Linked DNA regions of Rattus norvegicus: region 1 is linked to region 2. A link is a contact called in public Hi-C data. All regions are on one chromosome and are shown on one strand. Each heading gives the region's core, a stretch centred on a gene start, on an enhancer-like site or on the middle of the called end of the contact. The rest is flanking DNA. Distances are from core to core; before and after follow the strand shown. Region 1 has its middle 160 kb from the start of Plpp3. Region 2 overlaps Plpp3 (phospholipid phosphatase 3).

Region 1 (3,350 bases), core at 332-2,831, 93 kb after region 2:
CCAAACTTTTTCACACACTTCAACCAAATAAAAAATCCCAATGGAGAGAATGAAAATGAGATACTAGAATCTATTTTGCTTGCTAGTTAGTCAGATCCTGGGCTGGGGATATATATACCTCAGGGGTAGAGCACTTGCCCAGAATGTGCAGGGCCCTGAGTTTAATCTGTATTACTACAAAAAAGAAAAAGGAAAAAAATAGTCAGACATTGAAGATATCCATAAACATGTGAGACATGTAATCTTTCTCGAGAATGTTTATGTAACTTTTAAATGTACAAATATTTTAGATTGACATGTAATAGAGTAATTGGTTATGTATAATTTAATTTATATATAATCTTTCTAAATTATAATTTATAATATGGTAAGCATTGCTAGGTATGACCCATATAGCTCTATGGAATGATCAGGATTTGTTTCATTATGTTTTTAACTTTTATTACATGTATATGTGTGTGTGTGTGTGTGTGTGTGTGTGTGTGTGTGTGTGTGTGTGTGTTTATGTTCCTCAAAACATGTGTGGAGGCCAGAAGGCAGATTACAGGACTTGGTTCTCTCCTTCCATTCTGTGGGTCCTGGGAACAAACTCAAGTCATGAGGCTGGGTGATAAGCACCTTTACTCCCTGAGCATCTTGAAATCTCACTTTACAAAAAGGATTATTTTTATTTTATGTATATGACTACTTGTCTTGCATATATGTAAGTGCACTTTGTGTGTGCCTGACACTTATGGAGGTCTCAAGGTGCCACCGGATCCTCTGGACCTGGAGTTAGGGATGGCGTTAAGCCATCTGTGAATGGAACTCTGGTCCTCTGCAAGAGCAGCACAGGCCCTTAACTACTAAGCTACCTCCCCAGCTCCATGCTTTTTGTATCCCGTCTCATGGAGCCTAGGCTGGCTTTCAGCTCACCATATATCTAAGACTTGTCTTAAACGTCCAGCCTCACCTTGGGATTGCAGGTGTACACTACCACATTGGGCTTTTTGGTTATTTTTAAGAGTGTAAAATTTCATTCCAAATATAGTTTTGGTTATTTACAACCTGTGCTTAGACAAATTACCTTTCCTGTGCCTCACTTCCTTTACTTGTGAAACAGAGGTAATTTTACTCAAGCTCATGAGACAGGTTATGAGGACCAAATGGAGATTCAAGTCTATGCAGTGTTGAGAACAGCTGCTGGCCTCTTGCAAGCCTGTATCGGCAGTACTGCCCAGTAGTTATAACGACACAGCAGTGTCACGTGATGATGGCTTGTTTCCTCCAGGCTGAGAGGCTGCCAGAGCAGGGCCTGTGTGTCTTTCCTCTCTGGCTCCTCACACACACAAAATATTTACTAGGTGGTCCGAAAACTGGGTGAATAAGTAAGAAGCTGGAGAAAGGCACAGCAGCTTCCAGCTGGGTTTCTGATAGAGAGTCAGATTTATGGACGAGGAGGTCTAATTCCAAAGACTGAGTTGTAAGGTGGGGCCGTGTGGTGACGGAGGTGTGGAAGCTGCGGGCAGGAAGTGGTTTGAGGTAGGAGTATGTGGGGATGAGAGAGAGGAGAGCCCTGGATGTTTGCACTAAGTTTTGATGTGGGTGTGTTACATCAACGCTGTGTTAGCCAGTATCTAATGGGTTGGTGTGACGTCTTGCGTGGGCACAGGATAGAGACAGGCTCCACCTACTGGTGGGGTTGGGTAACACAACTGGCCTTTGTGCCTTGACTTATGGTGGGGGTGTCTGTCGGCCTCTCTGCTGGGTAAGATTAAGATCTGATCTAAAGTTACTAAGACAGGGGTGTTTAACACAAGGCTCTGCTAATTGTTTTCACTGTCAGAAATTGAAACTAGGGGCATTGTGTGTGCTAGGAAGTGCTGTACCACCGAGCAACAACCCCAGCTCCTCTACAGAGTTTTCAAACCGACATTTCCATGATTAGGGTTTCATTCAGCCATCATCACACTTGTGAACTCTCACGATGAGGTGATTTTGAACATGTAGGAAGGAAGGAATAAATGTTATTCAGGGGGTGCTCTGCGCCACACTTTGGTTATGCTTCACCCTTTAAACCTCCCAACTACCTTGTAGGAAAAGCAATATCTCAATCTTGGGCATACATAGTGTCTGAAGTGGCCTGACTAGATTTGAATTCATATCTGGGCAAATACCACACAGGCAACCTTTGGAAAAACAAACTGTATTTTATTTGTTATTATTTACATAATAAACAGTGTGCACAGATGAGAAAATTCTGAGGAGCAGGTAAAAAGGGAAAAGTACCCATAATTCAACTGCTCAGATACAAGACCATGTTTACAATGTGTGGACTTCTGCAGCATCTCCTTCAGAATTTTCCAGGCACGTTTTTGCAGCCAACATTCCTCTTGGAATGTATTAGGAACCATTTTAAACCTGTAGACATATTTCTATATAATTTACAAAAGTTGCATAGTATCTTTTTATACAAACTATACTGTTTATTTGGCCAATCTTCTGTTTTAAATATTTAGCTTACATTCAGCTTTTCACTAATATAAAAAAATTACAATAAACATATTTGAAGTTTGATCTTTGAGTATGTCTTACTTCCTTAGGAGAAATTCCTGCAAGTTGGATTGATGATAAAGTGCAGTTTGACTCTAAAGACATTTCAAATTAATGTAATGTTCAACTGTCACTCCCCACTAGAGATGCTGCAAATTACCTTTTAAATGCTAGAGTTGAACCCAGGCACACACCAGGTGAATGCTCAACCACTGAGCCACATCTGAGTCAAGTTATAACATTTTAAATTCTTACCAGCAGTGCAAATAATCCTGATTTCGTATCCCTGCCAGCCTGTTTACTGTTATTAAATCCATGCACTTTATATTTTACCTTCTTATTTCTTGGATCCAGTTCAAGTAATAGACTGTGCTGACTTATGGGAACTCATGACCTGTTAGTCCTCCAAGATGACCATCTGCATTTCTGGTCTGAGATGGGCTAGAAACCTGCAAGTGGACCTTGTGGGTCTGGCTTTGACGAGGCAGTGGGTACTGATCCACAGGTTCTGGTTATAATGGCCCAACCTAGGGCCATTTGTCAAGCTGTACCTCACAAAGTGTCTTCCAGGGGCTGTGCTGAGAAGGATAGTCAGAAAGCCCGTGCTGACAAACCCGCCAGCACTCGTCCTGCCTTCTGTGGTAGCAGCTTCAGGAAGAATTGTGAGAGAAAGAGTTGAAATGTCAGAAAAAGCACTCTTAGCGACTCAAGTTTGATCCAAAGATCTTAAGCAGCTCAGCTGCCAGAGTCTCCTGGTTTGATGTGTCTCCCCTACTGAGCTCTTCTTAATCCCATGGACTGTAGGCTTAACATGTCTT
Region 2 (3,446 bases), core at 930-3,429:
GATAACTCCAGAAGGGACAATACCCAGTTGACGTCATTTCAGTTTTCCTTGGGCCAGAGGTAGTGTTTGAGTTGGTTTTTTTTTTTCCTTGTCTTTTTCTTCTATCTTTCTTCAGGATTACTCTTCTTCCTACCCAGTGCAGTGTCTGTCAACCTTGCCCTTGAACGGTCTCTGGCATTGTCTGACTGGTTTACACTTCCTCCTTTGGATAATTCAAAATCCAGGTTCCTACCGGTGACTTGGAAACTTCTCTTGGATAGAGTTGCTTTCTTTCAAAACAGAAACATCCCCCTTGTTGAGATGTCAGAGCAGCATACGCAAAGCGTCATTGGTATGTCCTTGCTGTTGCAGTGAATTGCTGGTCCCTACAGACTAGGCAGCTGTAATCCCAGAGAAAACTCACAAACGTGTGAATCCATCCCACAGCAAAACCTTTGCTGCCCTTGGTTACTGTTCCCTAAGTCCTATAGATCCAGAAGATAAGAAGAAAATCACATTTATTAAATGCTTACTGTGTGCCTAGCATTATGTAAAAAACATTCATAGGTACTGTCTTACTCAGGTCCCCTTAGCTTATCTCTGAAAAGAAAATCAAATTTTTATGCTCTGGAAACTAAAGGTCAGCATTTACCTGTGGGGTGTCATGCATTTACCAAGTTAAGTACTCTGTCCACAGTATATCACACCACGTCTAGATGGATCCATTTGCAAGAAATATAAAACACACTAGCCAAGTGCTCTAATGTCTGTGAATGGGAAGCCACTTACCGTGTCCTTTATCTCTTTCCTTCAGCTTTATCTACAGGCCCGCTTCACCTGGCGTGGGGCCCGGCTCCTCCGCCCCCTCCTGCAGTTCACTTTGCTCATGATGGCCTTCTACACGGGATTGTCACGTGTATCTGACTACAAACACCATCCTAGCGATGTCCTGGCAGGATTTGCCCAAGGAGCTCTGGTGGCCTGCTGCATAGTAAGTAGCCCTTTGTCCTTGGCACTCATACAGAGCCCTGAACTGATGCTTGTTAAATGTTTCCAGCCCAGTGACTAAAGAAGTTGAATCTTCATTGCTAGTAGTCTCTTCTTAGTGTCCCAAGAGCCTCAGGCTCCAGGATCTCATCAGTAGATGGCAATCGTCTGATAGGTCCTGTGAATCCTCTTCTCCGTAAGCACAAAGTTTTGGCTTGTAGACTGCTGTAATCAGAAGACAGCTTAGATATTGTCCACTCATTCTGTATATGGCCACAGCAGACTGGAAAGTTGCACAAGCACACATGTGAGTGCTTTCGCGGAATGACAGTCCCCTGACACAGCCCGCATTGCATTGGTGGGACACTAGTTAGTCAGTGCCTGTTCTCCGCTTCTTGGGAATCTCTATCCTCTGTGGTGATCTCCGGGAACTGTGCCAACTGTAGAACTGGAGGTTTGCTGCAGGAGGAGCCCTCCCCTGGCCCAGGACCTTGCATATCATCAAAACTCCATAGAGACTGAACTTGGGGTGGGCACATGTTGACTTCCCCCAAAACAGATAGATTGCTTTTTCACATGCTTCATCCTGATTCCCAATGAAGGTGGGGTCGGGCTTTCTACTTCCCTGAGCCTCCATCCCCCTGCCTTTCCTGCAGTCCAGATGTTGCTGTGCACAGACTTTGGTATTAAGCTTTCTTAAGCCCTTCTTTGAGGTGCTCTCCCCCATCCCATAGAAAGTCCTGAGAGCAATGTAGGACTGCAGAGGACACATGGCTGGGGCCTCAGCAGGTTGGCAAAGGTCAGACACTGTATGGTCAGCAACACAGACACTATGTGAAGGTGCTTAAAGTAGACACTGGTAAAAGAAGAATCTCTCTCTCTCTCCCTCTCTCTCTCTCTCTCTCCCTCTTACGCTCCCTCTCTCTGTCTCTGTCTCTCTGTCTCTGTCTCTCCCTCTCTCTGTCTCTCTCTCTGTGTCTCTATGTCTCTCTGTGTCTCTCTGTGTCTCTGTGTGTGTGTGTGTGTGTGTGTGTGTGTGTGTGTGTGTGTGTGTGTGTGTGTTTTTCCAGAAGACAGAAAGCGAATTAGAGGAGCCAATTGTTACCCAGAACAACTGTCACCCTCCAGCTTGTCCCTCGGTGCCTGGCCCTTTAGTATGCGATGACAGTGGGGGATGGGTATTTGCAGGAAGGGTAACCCTTTTGCCTGCCTATGCCCTCCTGGACTTTGCTCTCAGCAGGAGGCCAGCCCCAGGGGCCTGCTGCTAGGCATCTGCTTGAGAGAGAGCTCCACTGCCCTAATTGAAGTCTCCCTTACCCCCAATTTAAAAAATTAAAAGGTGTGGGGATCGGTCCTGGCCTTCCTCTCGTTCATACTACATCTCCAGAGCTCTGGCCATGAGCAATTAGACAGAAGGGAGAATGAAAACTCATTTTCCAGGAGGAGCTCTGTGAGTTTGCCATTATCCTGTTTGACTGTGACACAGGGTGGGCTGAGAGCTTGAACCTAGAGTCTGTAAAGTGCCTGCTGTTTGCTGGCACCTCTGTGGATATTTTGCCCTGTGACTGCTTTTAGGCACATGGCGCCCCTGCACACATGAGGCGACCGAGGCTGGAAGAGGAGATGACTTCGGTCACCCCAGGCCAAAGAGCCTCTCTGGGATTGACTCGCAGCCAGTGCCCTCTGTGCTTAGCGCTGGGGGAGGGACGCCAGGCACCAGGCCAGCCAGATCTACCTCAGGCAGAAATTGTGTAGACAGCTGTTCTAAAGAGTGTCGTGTAAGTGTTTTGTAGGGACCTTCCCAAGCCTTGGGCTGATCCGGTTAGCCTTTTGAGTCTGGAACTTTCTTTTCACCCAGGAGACAGTTTGGGAAGAGGTGACAGAAATCTTACCCTGTCTTTTGCCCTTCTACCTGTCAACATAGGGTGACAGAGACTCATTAATCTTTTGGGGGGTTTTTTGTTTGTTTTTGTTGTTGTTTTGTTTTGTTTTTTGGGGGGTTTTGTTGTTGTTGTTTTCTGATACTGAACTCCACCAGGTACGCAGCCAGCACCTCCTGGTCCCACCAGCCTGGAAGCATAGCACTGAGGGATTTGTGTTGCTTAAACAGGCCCCGGCAGAGAAGTCTCTGGAAGCTGTGGCTGACCTACTCAGTGTGAGAGTTTGGGAATGCTCAGCAGGGAGAAAGGAAGCCAGTGTGTTCTTTCCTACTGAGAGATGCCTGATTGTGTGGTCCTGGTTTTGATTACAAGGAAAGACAGACGCAAAGCTCCAGCTGCTGCACTGAGTCAGACGCTGCACCTCAAGGAGGTGTCTGGTGAGGACACTGAGTGTCCAGGCCCCACACTGGCTTGAAAGAGCGTTTGTTTGCCTTGTAGGGTTTCAGCTCTGTCACCTCTCATGTGCGATGGAGTCTTTGTGTTCTGGGCTGTCTTCCACCTCTGCTTTGCTTATGCTATATGACAGAGCTATCCCATAAG

What was found. A called contact is a pair of places that touch in the nucleus more often than the background predicts.
Region 1: a contact with region 2 is called in a Hi-C map of liver, with 3 times the contacts expected there. The contact joins two enhancer-like sites. A contact is called at or near these places in 5 of 12 Hi-C or Micro-C datasets (kidney, liver and mammary epithelial cells).

Annotation. Positions count from the first base shown.
Region 1 is chr5:125,309,515-125,312,864 of GRCr8, forward strand. No RefSeq gene overlaps it. Among named protein-coding and RNA genes, the nearest start is that of Plpp3, 160 kb to the left of the region's middle. Within about 2 kb of position 1,582, at least 8 of the 93 cell types and tissues checked have an H3K27ac peak or open chromatin away from gene starts, as enhancers often do. A contact at or near this core is called in liver, where this site is marked.
Region 2 is chr5:125,216,227-125,219,672 of GRCr8, forward strand. Plpp3 (phospholipid phosphatase 3) reads left to right here. Exons shown (of 6, transcript NM_138905.2): 5 at 794-970. All of the region lies in intron 1 of LOC120102940 (a long non-coding RNA gene), which reads right to left. Among named protein-coding and RNA genes, the nearest start is that of Plpp3, 62 kb to the left of the region's middle. Within about 2 kb of position 2,180, at least 25 of the 93 cell types and tissues checked have an H3K27ac peak or open chromatin away from gene starts, as enhancers often do. A contact at or near this core is called in liver, where this site is marked.